Linked DNA regions of Gossypium hirsutum: regions 2 and 3 are each linked to region 1. The links are chromatin contacts, called in public Hi-C maps. All regions are on one chromosome and are shown on one strand. Each heading gives the region's core, a stretch centred on a gene start, on an enhancer-like site or on the middle of the called end of the contact. The rest is flanking DNA. Distances are from core to core; before and after follow the strand shown. Region 1 holds the start of LOC107962871 (probable serine/threonine-protein kinase SIS8). Region 2 holds the start of LOC121230650 (putative GATA transcription factor 22). Region 3 has its middle 49 kb from the start of LOC107963580.

Region 1 (2,806 bases), core at 89-2,588:
TGACTATTTTATAATTTACCCTTAAATCAAATATCATAGTTGGATACATGTGTGTTTGAATTCGAATTAATTAAAGAATTTATATATTCCAATCCATTAAATATTCTCAAGAGTGAATTTGTTATTTACACTGTATCTGTTGCGAATAGTAATTAGAATATCTAAATTTACTTGTATTAGATATTAGGATAAACTTCATTACAGGACACACAATTATGCTTAAGTTTCTTTTGTAGTCACTTAACTTTTAAAACTTTCAAAATAATAATTCAACTAATTAAATTTACTTATTTTAGTCTATTTTTATTAAGTTTGTGATAGAAGCAAACGGGTTAAATTGAAAAAAAATGCAATTGATTGGTCTCTAAAGTTTTTTGTTCTCATATTTGACTTAATTAATTTAGTAACTTTGAAAATAAAATTTGTATTATTTAAAAACATTAAAATTTATATACTGTTGTAATAATAATAATAATAATAATAATAATAATTTATAGCGCCACCCCTAAACGTAACCTAAAACAAAAATATGGGACCAAGCGTGGAGACACATGCCATTTTGTTTCCAAACTTGTTCTTCAAGTGAAGTCGCAATATTTACAAAGAACAGGTTCCTTCTTAGAAACTTCTCAAACTCTCAAACCATAACTTCAACTTGGGTTTTTAAAATATATATTTGTTATTTTGGGTTGGCTAAGCCATCAACCGTTCATAGGTCAAAGGGTTGTTTATCGTAATAATTCTTCAACTTTCCTTTCACAAATAAATAAATAGATCATGTATGTAATTGATAGGTTGCACGAACGGATTGTTTCGCAAGTAATATATATATATATATGCTTTTCACTTCTCAATTAAATATAGGTATTTCATTTATTGTACATGTGGTATCATTGTTATTTTATTAGTACTAATCTTATATTTTAGTTTAAATATGGATATGTTATATTTTAATTGTAAATAATAATATTTAAAAATTTAGTCAACAATCTCTTGATTTGGTAGTCCCAAGAATATTATGTTATAAATATACGAATTTAGATTTAATCCCAGATAATTTCAATTTCTTTCTTCAATATATTTTAATCAACAATAAATTATATAAAAAAATAATTATTTTATGGGTGAGGATTTCAAGCTTTACATTTAGAATTGAAAGAGCAAGACATAAAAAATGGAGGGGAAAAGGTTATGTATAAATAGTACTATCAAGGGAAGAAGAAGTAGAATTAATTGATTAATTAATTATTAAATTTGAGAGTGTGTGTGTTGGAGGGAATGGGTGAGCGGTTAATTTAAAAGTCTTTTCAATTACGGGTAGCTTAGCGGAGAAGAGTGCGCAGCTTAAGCGAGTATGCTTTTAAACCAGTGGGCGTAGGTTAAGTCTGCAGATGGAATAATAGAAATAGAATAAGAAATTAAAAAAAAATAAAAACAATAACAAATTTTCAAAAAAGGAAAAAGAAAAAGAAATTTATAAAAGAAACGGAGAACGGGAAAAAAGTCGCCGTTGATGATCGATGCCGAAAATGAAGCATTTATTAAGGAAACTCCATATCGGCGGCGGTTTAAATGAGCACCAACGGTTGACGGAGACGCAGCCCGTGGTCAGCTCAAGTCCGAGTACGAATTCAACGGGACAAGAAACGGCGTCTTCCTTTTCTTCTTCTTCGGCGTCTTCTGTTGGTTCAGGTACATTGGGGAGAATTGGGGCCGTTGAATCGGCCGGGGGAGATCGGACGGCTGGTGACGAGGTGGATTTTAATTTATTGGAAGAAGAGTTTCAGATGCAGTTGGCTTTGGCGATCAGTGCCTCGGATCCCGAGACGGCTCATATCGACGCTGCTAAAAGATTTAGCGGAGCCGGCACTTTCGTGGAGTTACTCTCGCTTCGTTATTGGGTAATATATTCTTTCTTACTTTATATATTTAAAAACTTTATTATATCTTTCAGTTTTAGGTTATCGAAATTGCATTTCTTGTTTGAATTGGTTATGATATCTAAACGTGTTATATAATTTATGATTTTTTTTTCTTATGACATTTGTTTTCTTTTATTCATAAATTCTGATTGCATTTCATGTTTCCTTCTTATACAAATTGCTACTATGTTTATTTATTTATTTATTTGATTCCATTTTCATTTTCATTTGCATTTTAAACACGAGGAGTCCTCAACTGCGGATCACTTTTCCAGAATTCCTCTTTCCGGTAGTAATTTTGGATATCCTTAGCTTTCCACGTCATTTTCATTAGTCATTGATTGATTCTGATAAAAAAAAAACTTGTTAAAGCTTTCTTTTTTATTGTTTCTTTTGACAGATGCTTTTGGTTTGCATGTCGAAGCTCAATTAATCTTTCTACTTCTATTAATTGAAGTTTTGCTAAATGTAGCATGGTACATCCTTTCTGGTTTTTTATTGATTTTTCTCTGATAATTGCTCATCGTTCTACTACTTGAAGATTTGCCGCTCACTAGCCTGCTACGGGTTGTGTCTCTATTATATGAAAATTTCCTTTATCTTATAGGCATGGCGGTTTGGGTTTTTTAATCTCTGCTATATAATGCCAGAGTCCTTTTTAAATATAGCTAATTGGTAAGCCTTTTTCCTTATGGTTTATTGCTATAAAGTAACTTTACATGTATGTTTCTTGTTCTATTAGCAGGGAGCATTAATTTTACCTTTCCTGTTAATACAATTATTTTTTTTTTCGTTCAATTATTAAGGTAGAATGTTTTTTAGTAACTGCGGATATGGATATGAATACTTGTATGAATACTACTTGATGTTAGCTTTTACCATTG
Region 2 (2,700 bases), core at 96-2,595, 180 kb before region 1:
CGTTAGGTCCAACTGTTCATGTTGTAGATGTACACATATTTAAAATCTGATCTCCATATTTTAGATATGCTCCACGTCATGTTTGAATTGACATTTAATAGAAAAATGGATCGCTTGGTTGATGGAATAACCTAATTAATTTGATATTGATACTTTAATGACCAATTTAGAATTTGAAATACAATTTGAGGGTGTTTGGTGAATTAACCTTAAAATAAATGGGAAGAGGTGAGGAAAATGATGTAGTTGATCAATTTGGCACAAAGGGTATGTGGGGGACCAAAAAAGGGGGCAGGCGGCAGCATCAGCCAAGGAAGCAATATTGTCTCTAAGCCTGCACCAAGCATTTGATGGCTTTTGGGCAATACTTTGAGCAAAACATATATGCCAACTCTCCCATGCAAAATCTTCAACCCCATCTCTTCATATCTGCAATGAAATATCCTCTCCCTCTCACATATATTCCTTCCTAAATCTTCCAAAAACTGCATTTATTTGTAGATATATAACTCTCATCTACTATTGTATAAAAAAAAAAAACTCTCCCCTACTACACTATAATATATATAAATATGAGCATGCATATATATCAATAAAGAAACAACTATCATAATAATAATAATAATAAAGAAACAAATATGGTGGTGATCTTTGTTTATGAATTGTAGGTATCTTTTCTCTTTTCACTGGTAAATGGTAATCTGTTATTTGCAGAGCCCGATATCCCATACACATGCATTTATAGCCCTTTTTTTTTTCTTGACTTTTCATACGGACTTGGATTTAGGAAAAAGAAAAGCAAATAATATTAAGACTTATGGTGATGAATTAAAGGTGGGGTTGTTTTAAAAAATAATTGAAAGTATTTTGATGAAGAATTTTCAGAATTTGTAACTATTATTTTAAACAACTTTTTCTTTCAAAATTTCATAACTTATAAATTACATATGATGCTATTTTGAGAATTTGACCTGACTTAAACGTATTCCAGACTTTCTCAGTTCACTACTTTGAGACTTGATGGAGGTACTGAATACCTAGTGAAGAAAAGTTTGGAAGACATTAATGAGTTTTTGAGCAATAACATTGTAGACCCCTTTCATTATACAGTAGGGGAAAACAAACTTTTTTTTTTTAAATTATAATAATGCTATAAAATAATTTAATTTTATACATTTGTCTGATTGTTTACTATCATGTTAAACTAACCAGAATTAATGATGAAACTAAGATTTATATATTAAAGTATATCACAAATTGAATAAGGACTAATTATAGGATTTTACCATTTTCGAAATATTTTTGAAGGGGCAAAAAGACTGCAGATAGTGTATATGTTTTGTCATAAGACTGGGCATTAGGGTTTGAGTAGTTGCAATCCAACCGCCCCCTCCCACCCTTTTAAGTTTGTCATAGTTTTTATCTTGTTTTGTTTGGGTGAGATGAAGTCACGTGAATGCCTGTGTGGCCTCTTCTTGCCTTTTAATTCCTTCACAATTCCTTTATAAAAACCCCTTCAACTCCATTAATTAGGACCCTTTGCCCTTATCCCATTTCCTTAGCCTAATTCTCTGATTTTTATTTTTTTTAATATCTTCTCTCTCTCGCTCTCTCTTTTATCTCTTGGCAATGACACCAGCATTTCTTAACCCACCACCATCTCCTAATTTCCCCTTTGTGGAGCTAAAAGAAGAACCCCATCATCTTCAGCTTTTTCTCTCTGTAAGAACCCTAATTCTCTTCAATATTCATTGATGTTGAATTTCTTGTGATCCAAACATAGTGAAATCATATACATACATGTATCTTATGTGGATGTAAAACCTTTTTAATTTTTCATCTTTTATCTCTTTGATTATTCTATTTATTTTAGGTGAATAAGTATGAAGGTGGATCATCAGCAAGCGACCAACAAGCCAGTTCATCATCTTCATCTTCATCACTTCAATCAACGGTGGAAGATCAGAAGGCAACCAACGCCCAAAATTCATCCTTTGGAAGAAACGAGGAAAGGAATTACGAAAGCAGTGCAGAGGATAATAAAAATGGGATAACAGTGAAATGGATGTCATCCAAAATGAGGCTAATGAAGAAGATGATGAACTCCAACTCCAACTGCAGTAGCAGTAGCAGTAGCAGTAGGGGATCAACAGATCACAAGTTTCAATATCCGGTGACTGGTAATGGTGAAGCCAACGCCATTAGAGTCTGCTCCGACTGTAACACCACCACGACACCGCTTTGGAGAAGTGGCCCTCGAGGTCCCAAAGTAAGTTCACCATTTAGTCTATATGCTCAAATTCTTTACTATACTAAATTTGAGGATTTAGTCCATAATTTTGTTTTGGGAAGGGCACAGATGGGGATCAAATTCAAAATTGGTATCAATCGAGCATAAGTCTATTGCTACTCTACCTGTGGCTTAGCTAGGGGTAAAAGTGAATTTTTTTTTTTTTAAAGTTCAGTTGAAGTTAAAAGTTAATTTTATTATTATATTAATTTATAATTTTAAGGATTAAAAAATAATTTTATTAAATTCGTCCCTAAGTTTGTTCCACTGATTTGTGAACTTTAATTCAGCATAATTCTAAGGTAATATTATGCATTAGTTTAAATCATTCACATTGTTAAAAAAAATTATTTTTTTAAAAGAAAAATTCAGAATTTCCTATGTTATTTAAAATGCAAAATTATAATTAA
Region 3 (2,794 bases), core at 111-2,610, 230 kb before region 1:
GGAATTTGGCGTACAGTGAGAGCCCTTGGACTGTAGGGATGTGGTGTCCTTGGGAAGGGTGACATTAATTTAACCCTTTTTATTAGATTGTCACATGAGATACAACTCATACAAGTAGTTTATCTTTAGGGTTTAGATATTTAAATCTGTCCTTACTTTTCATGTATCTCCTTTAAATTATATAAGGGTTGGTTAGAGATGAGTATGGAGCGGGTGAGGTGGGAATTGTTCCCTTCACTTTTTATGTCATGCTTGCATAGCTGTTTAAAACACATATTGGTTATATCCATAACAACTTCAATTTTTTCTACATTACTTCACCCTTCTTTTACTAATGCTATTTTGATTTAATATTGTTAAAACATAATATAAAAATAAAATATATTCATAATCTTTTGAGTTATAATTTTGTTTAATCTCTTTGAGAATGCTCCCAAGTTCTTGTAAGACCAAGATGAACTATAGAGCGACGAAGCTTGTCCGCTGGTTAATCCCAAAGAAAAGCAAGTGAATAAATCTAATAAAGGTAAATGAGAAAAGAGAGCCCTTTTGAGGGGAAATAGAGGTGTACATGGCTAGGCTACTCGGCCCTGCCCGAAGGCCCCGCTTAAAAAATGAGAGGGTTCGGATAAAAATATAAGCCCGAAATATAATTTTGGGTAAAAAATGAGGCCCATTTAGAAAACGGGCTGGGCTTCGGGTAAAATTTTTTTATCTAGGCCCGACCCGGTCCGAATTATATACTAAATATATATTTTTTTATTTTTTATTTTTAATTATATTTACATTTTATTTTCAATTTTAATATAATCACTTTTTATTATATTTTTAATTTGTGTATTGTTTTAAGAATTGTTTTAGTCTTATTTTTTATTTGTTTCTTGTTTTAATATTTTTTTTTATGTTTTTAAATGTGTTTGATTTATTATATTTTAAAATTTTTTATTTAATGAAATAAGTTAAAAAAATTTAATATGGACCGGACAGGACTCAGACTTAATAATTTTATTTCGAATCGATCTTGAATAAATTTTTAGGTCCATACTTCAGGCAGGGCTTGGCCCGAGTCTAAAATTTTATATAGGCCTGACCATGCATACCTCGAAATTAACGTCGATAAGATAAAGGTGGACTGGTATGCAACCACCTCCATTTACATTGCCGAATTTGTAGAGTTTTTGGTGCCCGAGGTCCATGGTGGTCCCTTAGGTTAAGGACCATGACCCAGTTTCCACTACCCCTTCGGTTCAGTGGTTTAGGGTTTCTACCGCTCCACTTACCCCTTGTAATCATTATGGTGCTCTAATGCGGACGACCGTATGTAACTTCAGGATACCAAAGGGCTTCTAGGCCCTGTTTGAGCTGTTTCTCCCTTTTTATCTTTTTATTTGGATTGTGTTGGTCTTGGGCTATGCCTTGAACTGGGTTCGTATGTGTCGTGGCTTAACTATGCCTTGCACTGGGCTTTAATGTAACTGTTTCCTATGTTCAGGAGACATTCGGATAAAGGGATTCATGTTACATCTTTAACGTAACTCCCTCTCCTGTTTCTACTTGGGACATATGCCTAGTTGTCTACGGCCTCGAGCCTTTTCTGGAAATTGAGACCTCTCTTATCCATTGTATCACTGTGTTTTGACTCTATGGAATACATTTTTGATAAAAAAAATTGGTTTAATATGTAATTTGGTTTCTGAGTTTAATATTTTTTTATTATAGTATTTGTATTATTTTTTCATCTATACTTATTTTTTATAAAAATTATACATTTTGGTACTTGAAAGTATCAATGTTAATTTTTTAGTGTTTAATTTAAATTTTAAAGTTGATTTGATGAAAATTCATAATTATCTAATAATATAGTAATTAATATTCATAAAATCAATCTTAAAATCCAAATTAAACTACATTGTATTTGACAAATCAAACACAAAATTAAAAAATCACAATTAACATTTAATTATTCTATTAACAAAATCATAAAAGAAAAACCAAACCTAATAAAATTAGTAATTAATTTCCATCAACTCAACTCTAAAACTTGAATTAAGCACTAAAAAGTTAACATTGTTACTTTTAGGTACCAAAATTGTAATTTCTGTCAAATACAAGTACTAGATTGGACCAAAAAACTAATATAAGTATCACATTATAAAAAATGTCAAATTCAAGTACCAAATCATATATTAAACAAAAAAAAAGGTCAATAATTTATATTAGATTACGGTATACTCACAATGTGAGTGGAAAAAATTATGTAAAAACTATATTTATTAAAAAATTATATTAAATTTAAATGAACCCTTAGTTGAAATAGTAAAATTAAAAATATTAATATTAGAATGTCATTGGTTCAAATTTCACTAAATGTGGGTTTTTGATTTTATACAAAAATATACTTAAAAATAACCTCATAACAATAAAATTTATTTTGTAAAAATAAGGACTTTTAATTTTTTCTATATATTTGATTAATTCATAACATTAACTCAATTAAAAACTTAAATAATAATAAAAACAAAACTTATTAAACCATTATATTAATTGTATTGCGAATTAAATTGACCCTAAAGATATTACTATTTGATAATTGAAATTGTATTTGCTAGTGCACATCAAGTAATAAAGTGGCATAAAGAGATCAGATCAAATTTTAAGTTGCTAAGTACTATAAATTTACTATCTAATCCATATCAACAAAGTAAATTTTAGTTACTACTATAAATATTTTGCTAAACTAAGACACTGAAATCTTTTGAGTTTCTCAATTAATTTATGCACTTTGAATTTTACC

The links. Hi-C and Micro-C count contacts between places; a contact is called where the count stands out from the background.
Region 2: a Hi-C map of leaf shows a contact between it and region 1, with 1.5 times the contacts expected there. The contact joins the promoter of LOC121230650 here to the promoter of LOC107962871 in region 1. A contact is called at or near these places in 7 of 34 Hi-C or Micro-C datasets (callus, hypocotyl and leaf).
Region 3: a Hi-C map of leaf shows a contact between it and region 1, with 1.8 times the contacts expected there. The contact joins the enhancer-like site here to the promoter of LOC107962871 in region 1. A contact is called at or near these places in 6 of 34 Hi-C or Micro-C datasets (callus, leaf and seedling).

The regions. Positions count from the first base shown.
Region 1 is chrA06:31,338,081-31,340,886 of Gossypium_hirsutum_v2.1, reverse strand. It overlaps LOC107962871 (probable serine/threonine-protein kinase SIS8), which reads left to right and starts at 1,338. Exons shown (of 13, transcript XM_041115744.1): 1 at 1,338-1,901. The coding sequence starts at 1,521.
Region 2 is chrA06:31,514,547-31,517,246 of Gossypium_hirsutum_v2.1, reverse strand. LOC121230650 (putative GATA transcription factor 22) reads left to right here and starts at 1,345. Exons shown (of 3, transcript XM_041115746.1): 1 at 1,345-1,722; 2 at 1,874-2,269. The coding sequence starts at 1,630.
Region 3 is chrA06:31,570,432-31,573,225 of Gossypium_hirsutum_v2.1, reverse strand. No RefSeq gene overlaps it. Among protein-coding and RNA genes, the nearest start is that of LOC107963580, 49 kb to the left of the region's middle. Within about 2 kb of position 1,360, at least 3 of the 9 cell types and tissues checked have an H3K27ac peak or open chromatin away from gene starts, as enhancers often do. A contact at or near this core is called in leaf, where this site is marked.